Linked DNA regions of Hordeum vulgare: region 2 is linked to region 1. The links are chromatin contacts, called in public Hi-C maps. All regions are on one chromosome and are shown on one strand. Each heading gives the region's core, a stretch centred on a gene start, on an enhancer-like site or on the middle of the called end of the contact. The rest is flanking DNA. Distances are from core to core; before and after follow the strand shown.

Region 1 (5,264 bases), core at 961-3,460:
TTTTTCTTTTCTTCAAAGGGTTTTCTCCAAAGTTTTACGGACGAGTGTTTCTCTTGACCATGCGTGCCACAATACTGGTCCATCTCCTCTCCAGACCAAACCCACACCGACCCTACTTTGGTCATGTAACCATTTCTTTAGCATAAGCATTCTCTAATAGGTTTTTTCTTTCTTGAAGAATGTCCTTGACAAGATGGTATGCATTTTTTTTCTTGATTCAACATTTAGTCTTCATAGTCCCTCGAGGTTGTTATCTCTGCGGTGTGACAATGGCACTTTTCAATTTTCTAGATGACAGTCTTGCTTTCCACATAGTGATAGTCATTTACTGTATTTTATTGGTTATGAAATAGTTTTTGCATGCGTGTCTGCAAAAATGGGGAATAGTGATGAAACCATTGAATTGTTGATTATCCAACATGGGGATTCAAGCTTCCATTGGATTATATTGTAATAATACGACTAGCAAATTTTGAACGATTTCATATTTGACACAAAATACTATGGGCTGAAGCCACCCTGAACACTTCATTCATATACCAGAATTTGCTTGCAGGATATTAATGTGTTTGGGTAACTATATATTGAGAAAGTGTTTATTTATAAGAGAATATATAATTAATGCAACATATACAAAAGATGGTCTGATATTTGGACTAAAGAGGCATATTGATTCACCTTTCAAAAGAAGGCATATTGATTCCCGAAGAATAACAAGTCAAATTATCTGTCAAATTTAGGTACTATGCATTTTATGTGAATCAAATTTTCTGAATGTTTGATACAATCTACAAGTTTGTCTAGACGTGCAACGCCACTTACTAGTGAAAATTAATTAATAAGCACAAGAGTAATAGTCCTGTGTGTAAAATTTGTATTTGAACCCTTTCAAGTTATCTACAATGATCTTTGAAGATTTTGGTATTGAATGGCTACAAAACCTTTCAGATTGCTTTTATTGGTGCATACAGATTTCTACTATGGAGAGAGTTTTTTCCCCTTGGTATGTGCATCATGAAATAATATTGTTTCTGCTCAAACTCAAGTGAAAAATATGGAAGATAACCATGCATTAGAGCCAATGACCTAAGCTATACCAGGCATATGTCGGACCGGGCCAGTCTGAAAAAAGCCAAGTGCTAAAAACCCAGGCTCGAGCCTAGTCGGGCCTAACAAATCTGGCCCGAGCCCAAAAAGCCCGACCCAGCCCGACTACGACTAAAATCATGTTTTTCATAAGCCCGAGCCCGACCTGGCCGTCGGGCTCTATTTTTAGGCCCGAGCCTCGCCCGGCCCAGAATTTTTGGGTCAGGCCATCAGGGCCGGGCTGTCCATGGCCAACTCTAAGCATTCTTGCGCTGACCAATGAAGGCGGTACTGCAAGGGTTTTGGTAAAGTTATTTTGTTTGCCAATCTGCAAGGGTTTTCAATATTTGCACTTTTTGGGTGCTATTGCACTCTTTTTTTAAGGCAAGTTGCACCTTTTTTGTACGCCCTCCGTCTCAAAATTCTTGTCTTAAGCTTGTCTAAAAATGAATGTATCAAAATACTAAAACATAACTAGATACATTCATATCTAAACAAATCTAAGACAAGAATTTTAGAACAGAGGGAGTACTTCTTTGTTTTTTTGACGTGGGGAGTACTTCTTTGTTGCTACAATTACATTTGTTTTCTATTTTCAGCCGGCCAACTTAACTCTTCAGCCAATTGCACAAGGCACAAGCCATGAAATGGGCAGAATATGTTAGCCCAACGAAGGCGGTACAATTGCCCATGGAGATGGGCCGTTGGAGCGGGCCAGCTGGGCCAGGTAACCTTTTCCAAGAAAAAAATAGAAGGCCCAGGTCAGTGCTACTACCGGCACGGGATCTTTTCTGCTCCAGTTCGCCACGGCCCCTGCAGGCTCGGCGGTCAGCGCAGCAGCGCACCCCCACCGCTCAAGTTGAGGCAACCAATCGCCGGCCGGCAGGCGTCGCCACAGAAGCAACCGCGCGCGGGCAAAAGAATACTCCACCACGCGCACCCCGCCGACGACCCGCCGATGCCGACGTGCTTCACCATCAGCAGTGTCGTGCAGCCAGATGCTACTGTATAATATTACTCTACATCCCGCGTCACGCTCGCCGTTTGTCGATCCATATGCATACGCCAGCGCATTTGCCTCCTCCCGCGTCGTGCCACTCATATACTACGTACTAGGATCACATATACATATACCTTATCGAGTTGTAGTAGTAGTACTACATAGCTACTCCTGTCTTCTTCTAACTTCTTAGCCTCCGATAAGGTAGACGGCTACGTGCAACGCGCAGCTAGCTTGGTCAAGTAAGCAGCAAGTAGCCATGGCTTCTCACGGCGAGGACGCGCAGGAAGTCGTCACCGGCACCGACGGGGGCCACGTGCTGCTGCTGCCGTACCCAAGCCAGGGCCACGTCCACCCGATGCTGCAGTTCGCCAAGCGCCTCGCGCACCACGGCGTGCGCCCCACGCTCGCCGTCTCCCGCTACATCCTCGCCACCTGCAAGCCCGACGCCGCCGCGGTCGGCGCCGTCCGCCTGGCCGCCGTCTCCGACGGCTGCGACGCGGGCGGGTTCGGCCAGTGCAACGACGTCACGGCCTACCTGGGGTTCCTGGAGGCCGCCGGGTCGGAGACGCTGGCGGAGCTGCTTCGCGCCGAGGCCGCGGAGGGGCGCCCCGTCCGGGCGGTGGTCTACGACGCGTTCCTGCCGTGGGCGCGCGGCGTGGCGCAGCGGCACGGCGCCGCCGCCGTCGCCTTCTTCACCCAGCCGTGCGCCGTCAACGTGGTGTACGGCCACGTGTGGTGCGAGCGGGTCGGCGTGCCCGTGGAGGCTGGATCCACCGTCGTCGGCCTACCCGGGCTGCCGGCCCTCGAGCCGGAGGGCTTGCCGTGGTTCCTCAAGGTCGGGCCCGGTCCCTACCCGGGCTACTTCGAGATGGTGATGAGCCAGTTCAAGGGGCTGGAGCTGGCCGACGACGTGCTCGTCAACTCTTTCTACGAGCTCGAGCCCGAGGTGAGCTCTCAACTCCATCAATCTCTATCTCTATATCTTTAGCTAGCTAATGCAACACAAGTTTAGATCGAGAAAAACAAATCTTGCACTGTTCCACTCAAACATTTTTCTTTCCAATAGAAGTAGAGCACATTCGTCCTATTTTAGTACGAAAATAGAGTTGACGTGGATGGATGCTCGAATAATTTTCTGCCGAGGAGGAGAGGAAGAGGAGTACTGACAGTAACGTGCAACTGATTGGGGGTGCAGGAGGCGGCGTACATGGCGTCGGCGTGGCGCGCCAAGACGATCGGGCCGACGGTGCCGGCGTCCTACGTCGGCGACGACCGCATGCCGTCGGACACCAAGTACGGCTTCCACCTCTTCGAGCTCACGGCCGCGCCGTGCGTGTCCTGGCTGTCAGCCCACCCGGCGAGCTCCGTGGTGTTCGCCTCCTTCGGGAGCCTCTCCAACCTGGACCCGGCGGAGATGCGCGAGGTGGCGCACGGCCTCCTGGACGCCGGCCGCCCGTTCCTCTGGGCCGTGCGCGAGTCGGAGTCGCACAAGCTGCCCGCCGGCTACGGCGACGCCGTCGCGGCGAGCGGCGGGATGGTGGTGTCGTGGTGCCCGCAGCTGGAGGTGCTGGCGCACCCGGCCGTGGGGTGCTTCCTGACGCACTGCGGCTGGAACTCGACGTCGGAGGCGCTGGTGGCCGGCGTGCCCATGGTGGCGCTGCCGCAGTGGACGGACCAGCCGATGAACGCCAAGTACGTGGAGGCCGTGTGGCGGGCGGGTGTGCGCGTGCGCCCCGCGGCCCAGGACGGGCTCGCGCGGAGGGGGGAGGTGTCCGGCGGGATCGAGGCGGTGATGGCCGGCGAGCGGAGCGGCGAGTTCAGGAGGAACGCCGCCGCGTGGGCGGAGAAGGCACGGGCGGCCAGCAGGGCGGGCGGCAGCTCCGACCGGAACATCGCCGAGTTCGTCGCCAAGTACGGCGGCTCCAACTCCAAGTGATGGGTGATCAGTTGGCTGGAAACTGGAGCCATGGACATGGATTGAACTGTTCCCGCAATTGCACAGAGCATCGCGCGTTGCGTGGACATTTGGACACTGGTTTGATGATGAAATAAATGGTCGATATGTATGGTGACGGCTGCTGTTGCGTTCTTCTATTCTTTGCAGCGAATGGGACGAAGAAGTTTGGATGATCAGTTGATCACACATGAGAATGAGAGGAGATGGCAGAAGATGAATAAAACTACACCTGCGAAAGGTTCTACGAAAACCTACGTAAATCCCTCCCTGCATTAACTAAAATAAAATGTCCACCCTAAAAAAATCCTACGTAAACATTCCATCCCTAACTAATCAGCCCTCCTGATTAATGCTAGACTTACGAATAAGCTCTATAAAATCTTACGTGCTTTCCTTAAACTACTTCAAGAACTACTTCAAGTCTCCCCCTTGATTGGGGGTCAGTGTGGACGTGACTAGCGGTCTTTTGACCCGGTTCGCGGCCTGTTATGGACCGGACTGCACGGACCCGACTCAGTGAATAACATGGCCGGTCCGGTGTGCGAAAAACAGACCAAAATTTGATCGGTCCGGTCTAAGCTCGATCCGACTCGAAGGACCGAAGGCCCACCCTAATTAAAGCTACTCAGAAGACCCAGCCCAATTATAATGATATAGATCGTGACCTAGCCCACTCCTTCGATTCACTTCTTCTCCCGACAGCGCTGTCACCCAGCAAAACCACGTTGCTGCATCCTTCCTCCCCTCCAGCCACCTTCGTCTGCGACTCGTCCAACGACCAGCGCCGCCCCTATCCCTCTAGCCCCCTTCCTCTCCTTCCCTCGCGCCGGCTCGAGCACTCCTTCGGTCCCCTCAGCTCTGCCAGCCGCCCGTGCCCCAACCTTTATCGATTCGCGCCGTGCGTTCCTTGGCCCCGACCGTGTCGCCACCCGATGAGGCCCTGCCTTCGTGCAGCATCACCGTCGATGCTGCATGCCTCTTGCCTTTCTGCCATGGTCATTGCACATCAGGTGCTTCTTGCCGTCTTCGGCCACCGCGCTGCTGTTCCGACCACCGCTCTGACACCTTGGGGCCCACATACTAGTCGTTGGATGTCGTCGGACCGTGAGGACCGCCGGTCCACACCGAGCTTTATGTTTGTCAGTCCGGTCCCCGAAATCATGACAGCCGCACTGCTCTGTTTGGTCCGGACCGGACAGCCGGCGACCGGTCCAAAGA
Region 2 (5,356 bases), core at 90-2,589, 660 kb before region 1:
CGCAACCGATAGCTCCATAACCCACAACCCGCCGCCCGGAATGAAGAGGGGATCAGGTTGGCTTCAGTTCGGCATGGGGCACGTGTCAGTTGATGCAATGCCAAATTAAGTTGGACCAACCTACCTTAACATAAGCTCATTCTATTGACGAGCGTTTTGTCGCTGAGTCAGACCTTGGTTATTTCAGCGTTAGTACGTCGCACAATAACTTTTTATATTACAACTATGCTGCTAGCCTTCCATTACGCATTTAAAAACATCGTTCAGAGGTAAGTTGCCGCTCCTAATAGGATATCAAGCTGGCCCACTAGTCACAAGGTAACAGTCAAAGACCTGGCCCACTAGTCACAAGGTAACAGTCAAAAACCTTGACCAGACGATGGTGCTCTGGTTAGCGTTTTGTGAGCGGGTGGTGGAGGGGGGAGGGCAAAAATGAGCAAACTAGTTGGCTTGGACAAAACACAGCATAACTAAAGAAAGAGAGGCACGGAAATAAAGATCCCAAAAAAATGTGAAAAATAGTATCTTATGTTTTTTTTTGGGTAGGCGGGTTGTAGCCTAGGCTAATGAAGTATCCAAATCAAGCGAGGAAAACTAATGTCGCGCAATGAATACTACAAATTTACTCAAAAATTGATTTTGTAAAGCAATTTTACCGTATACAATAAATCTTTCCGCTATAGGAAGGAATATACAACGCACACTCAAACATTCATCTTTTTTTGTAGTTTCTGCCGATCAGATCATGTACTCCTAAGCACACAAACGAATTTATTAAAACATAAGCCGTAGACTAAGTAATGAATACAAGATGCGGGAGTAATCTAACCATTTCCCTTACCTCTTTGCGCCTCGTGTAGCCTATGCGGCCGGCGGACCGTACGTCCAAGCCGTGGACCGCTCCCTTCTGCAATTCTAGACTTACATTAGAAGCTTCACGTTGATGATTGAGAACTGCCCTAGACGAAGGCAGCAGACGACCAGGCACGAGGCGTCAATCGTACCAGCAGACGGTACAAGTCACAATGACGACCTGACCTACAAGTGCGTGCGTCCTTGACCAGGCCTGCTAGCCTCTTTATCTTTTACATGGGATCTGCATTTTCTTTTGCTAAAATCATGGGTTTGTCTACTAGAAGAAGTCTAAATCAACCCTTAAACTTGTATATGAAAGCTAAATCGATTCCTGAATTTCTAATCCCTGAAATAAACTTGGGAATGGTCAGCCCGGCCACAAAATCCAGGCCGGACTTTATGTTCGGGTCAAGTTCGGGCTTGGAAACTAGGCCCGGTCTGTGTTTTGAGCCGGGCTCGGGCTTAGAAAAATTGCAATTTTGCACGGAGGCCTAGCCCAATTCAATCCGAAATTCATTTTTTTAGTCCATTCAAGCTGGACTCAGGCCTTAATATTTAATTTTTTAGCTTGGTTGGGTCGGGCTCGGATTTGGAATTTTCAGTTCAGTCTTTCTAAAGCCCGACCAGGGGTATGCCCAGGTTTACCCAGAAATATGGCACAATAAACTCTTCGATCCTGCGTGTTTTTTTCACAGCGACTTGCAAAGTCCAAAAAAAGCAGAGGGTACCGTTAATCGAACTTGCGACCTTGACGGTGCAAAACTAGTCTAGCTAGGCACCCCACGTGATGGCTATAAGAGGTAACAAAGATGAACAATTATGTTTAATATATTGCAGCGTCGAGATTTGGAAACATTTCTGATTTTTTCTGAAACATTTTCTTGAAATTTTCATCATTTTTTGGTTTATTATAATTACCAGCTTTTTTAAACACAAACAAATTATGAAAACGTGAACCATGTTTTAAATCACCAAACATTTTTGAAAGTGCAAACACTTTTTGAAAAAAACAGCGAAACCTGAACAAAATTTTAAAGTGCAGACAATTTTGAAACCTGAAAAATATTCCAAAATACATTCCCATCTTTAAAAATTCTTTGCACTTTAAAATTTTGTTCAGGGTTCAAAAATTGTTCGTGCTTCCAATATTTTGTTCGGACTTTAAAATTTTGTTCGGGTTTCATAAATTGTTCGTGCTTTAAAATTTTGTAATTATTTTTATAAAAATGTTCATGTTCAAAATTTGATCTTGTTTTGGAAACATATTCCACAAAAAATAATGTTTTACATAAAATGTTTGGAATTTTGCAAAATTCTTTTTTCCTTTCAGGAATATTTGGATTTAAAAATTGTTCATAATTTTCATAAAAAACAAAAATGTTTTCAAATCTTGATGTTGTGGTAGGTGGTTAAATGTTTTCGTGCTTCTCATATAACTCTAAATGTCATCAGTTAGCGTGGCAGCATGAGTTCTGAAGCACCACTCCCTTGAGTCTCAGCTTTTTTGGGTAAATTTTCAAATCGAGCTTCACCAAAAGGAAACACACGATTCGCATCTGGTGGGCCAGCCCGGTCGCATGCCAGACCTGCCATGTAGACATCCCCTTTGAGGACACAGTAAAGGTTCAGAATAGACTAGGATCAGAGTGTTCAGTGTGCTGATTTCTGGGATTAAAAGTTTAGAATTCGACTTAGCTTATGTCTACAGGTACAAGGTTTGTTTTGCACCTTTTCTTTGTCTGCTACAAAAATCTGATGTACATGGGCTGCGGACGTGGGTCTTCACGTTAGGTTACCGTGAGAGTCTGGCTTAATAAGAATGATAGACTACTCATATTAAAAAGGTAATCCTTCTTTTTTGGAAACTCATTCAAAATAACTCCAAAGTTAAGCTGTCTTGGCTTGGAATGATTCTAAGATGAATGAGTGACCGAGAAATTGATTCAGGGTGCGCACAAGTGAGGAAAAGTATGCAAAAAAGATTGATGTTGGTTTGTGGGGTCATTCTAGATCTCGCAAGACGTAACAGGGCGTTACAATTGGTATCAAAGCCAACCCTTGGGGTTACACGGACATACCTGGGTTAGGTGCGCGGTCATGTGACGTATGGCGCGTGTGGCCCGTTATGGCACATCACATGGCACATGTATCGAACTGGACAAGCATACGTGTGCCAAGAGGGAATGTTTCTGATGGGCGGAAGAGGACGTTAGTTCCTTTGAGTGGGGTTGTACGTGAGAGTCTAGCTTAATAAGGAAGATATACTACTCATATCAACAAGGAATTTCTTCTTTTTCGGAAGCTCGTTTGAAAAGAACTCCAAATTAAAACGTGCTTGGATTGAAGTAATTTCAGGATGAAAGACCAACCGAGAATAGATCCAGGGTGCGCACGAATGAGGACAAAGTGTGCAGATAAAGCTAAGGAGCTGAGTTGAAACAGTCACAGAGTATGCCTAATTAGGCAGAATCTGATTGCTAATAAAGAGGAATCAACATCGTTAGGAGGGTGTATCCCCCCTTGAATTCGTCAATGGGTGTAGGAGCACCTGATATGCAAAGACTAATTTAGTAACTCAATAAAAAAGTTCAAAAAATGGAAATTTTCTAAAAAGATACGTGACCAAATGTTGTACCCGTATACAAAGTTTTGTGAAAGAATACCTTCCACTGTATTGTGGACGATGAAAACCACAATCAACATTATATACAAGTTAATGTTCATTAGTTTTTTACTCCCTCAGTTTCTTATTGGTATGTATATAAAACTTGTTCAAAATCAAACTGTGTAAGGTTTCACCAAATTTATTAGAAAAATATGAACATCTATAATACTAAAGCTATGTGGTATAAAAATTCATTTCATGATACATACAATAATAGTGATTTCATATTGTGAATGTTGATATTTTTTCTATATATTTGCAAAATGAAATCAATATTATTATATGTATCATGAAATGAATTTTAAGAGGGGTCGTGGTAGACCAAACTTGACATGGGAGGAGTCCGTTAAGAGAGACCTGAAGGTTTGGAATATCGACAAAGACTTAGCCATGGACAGGGGTGCGTGGAAGTTAGCTATCCACGTTCCAGAGGCATGACTTGGCTTCGAGATCTTATGGTTTTCAACTCTAGCCTACCCCAACTTGTTTGGGACTGAAAGGCTTGATTGTTGTTGTTGTTGTTGTTGTTGTTGTTGTTGTTGTTGTTGTTGTTGTTGTATCATGAAATGAATTTTCATACTACATAGCTTTAGTATTATAGATGTTGATATTTTTCATATAAATTTGGTTAAACTTTGCTTATTTGACTTCAAACATTTTTATATGTGAAATAAAAAGAAACAGAAGCTGTACTAGGAAAATTCTTTTTGGCCTGAGGTCAAAAGAAGTTTATTCCCGCCCTAAACTTTTCATACGGATACAAAAATAGGTCAACTTCGTTTCAAAATAGTTTTGTTACTTTTTTATTTTTCTATAATTAATACTCCCTCCGTCTCATAATATAAAAGCGTTTTTTATATTAATATAGTGTTGAAAATGTTTTTATATTATGAAACAGAGAGAGTACATTATTACCTTTCCTTATCAGGTGCACCAGCAGTCCAGCACCCAAGTGCAGCATTGTATTACCTGGTGGGAGAACGCCTATGTGAATCAGACGCTATGGCATGCAGATTGGACGGCAAGTTGGTTGGCTTGCATGATCGCACGAGTTGGATGATTGAACAAGCTACGTACCTTTAATAAAACGATGGAGCTACGTGAATCAATTTATGATTAAATGGTTAGAGAGACAATGATATTCTTAGTTCATTAGTATTTAAGTCCTGATGTTTGCATTATTCTTAGATTTATTCTAGGACTTTCGACGATGGTCATTCGGAGGAGGCGTTCCTATCGACGACGAGGCGTCTATGATTACTTCATAAATCTTAACATGATATGTCGACGAGTCGCTTATAAGGGTAGGCCATGCATATCTGCGTTCAATGGGGTGAATATATACGCGTATATATAAACGCTTGCGTCTGTAAAATAATGATGGAGCTACGATGAGATCAATCGAACTATGTCCCGTCAAGCACAAGAGTAAACACTGTCCAACTAACATGTCACTAGTATTTATAGGAATGAATGTATTCGTATGTATGAACACTTGCCTCTATACGGTGTTAAAAAAGAACATGTCACCAGCATGGCCAAAATAATTATTGTGCTCATCTGTTTGGCCTGACCCCTAACCCGTAAACCTTGTCTATTGCAGCTTTGCCAACGCCATTAATCAATGCTTTTATATTAGTTTGTTGTTCTGTAGCAACACACAAACGGTACTTCCTCTGTAACTATATATTTCAAACTTTTGCCTGTTCTGAAATATATAAGGTAGACACCATGCTACCTTTATTTAAATAAAAAAAATTCAAAGTTCTTTATGCCAATTTCGTATGTTTTTTTTTTTGCGGGGAATGCCACTTTCGTATGCTAATGAGGCCCCCT

The links. A called contact is a pair of places that touch in the nucleus more often than the background predicts.
Region 2: a Hi-C map of seedling shows a contact between it and region 1, with 4 times the contacts expected there. The contact joins the enhancer-like site here to the promoter of LOC123399963 in region 1. A contact is called at or near these places in 2 of 6 Hi-C or Micro-C datasets (leaf and seedling).

The regions. Positions count from the first base shown.
Region 1 is chr5H:493,563,359-493,568,622 of MorexV3_pseudomolecules_assembly, reverse strand. LOC123399963 (UDP-glucosyltransferase UGT13248-like) reads left to right here and starts at 2,210. Exons shown (of 2, transcript XM_045094353.1): 1 at 2,210-3,035; 2 at 3,285-4,161. The coding sequence starts at 2,346. The coding sequence ends at 4,025.
Region 2 is chr5H:494,221,209-494,226,564 of MorexV3_pseudomolecules_assembly, reverse strand. No RefSeq gene overlaps it. Among protein-coding and RNA genes, the nearest start is that of LOC123397555, 74 kb to the left of the region's middle. Within about 2 kb of position 1,339, at least 3 of the 3 cell types and tissues checked have open chromatin away from gene starts, as enhancers often do. A contact at or near this core is called in leaf and seedling, where this site is marked.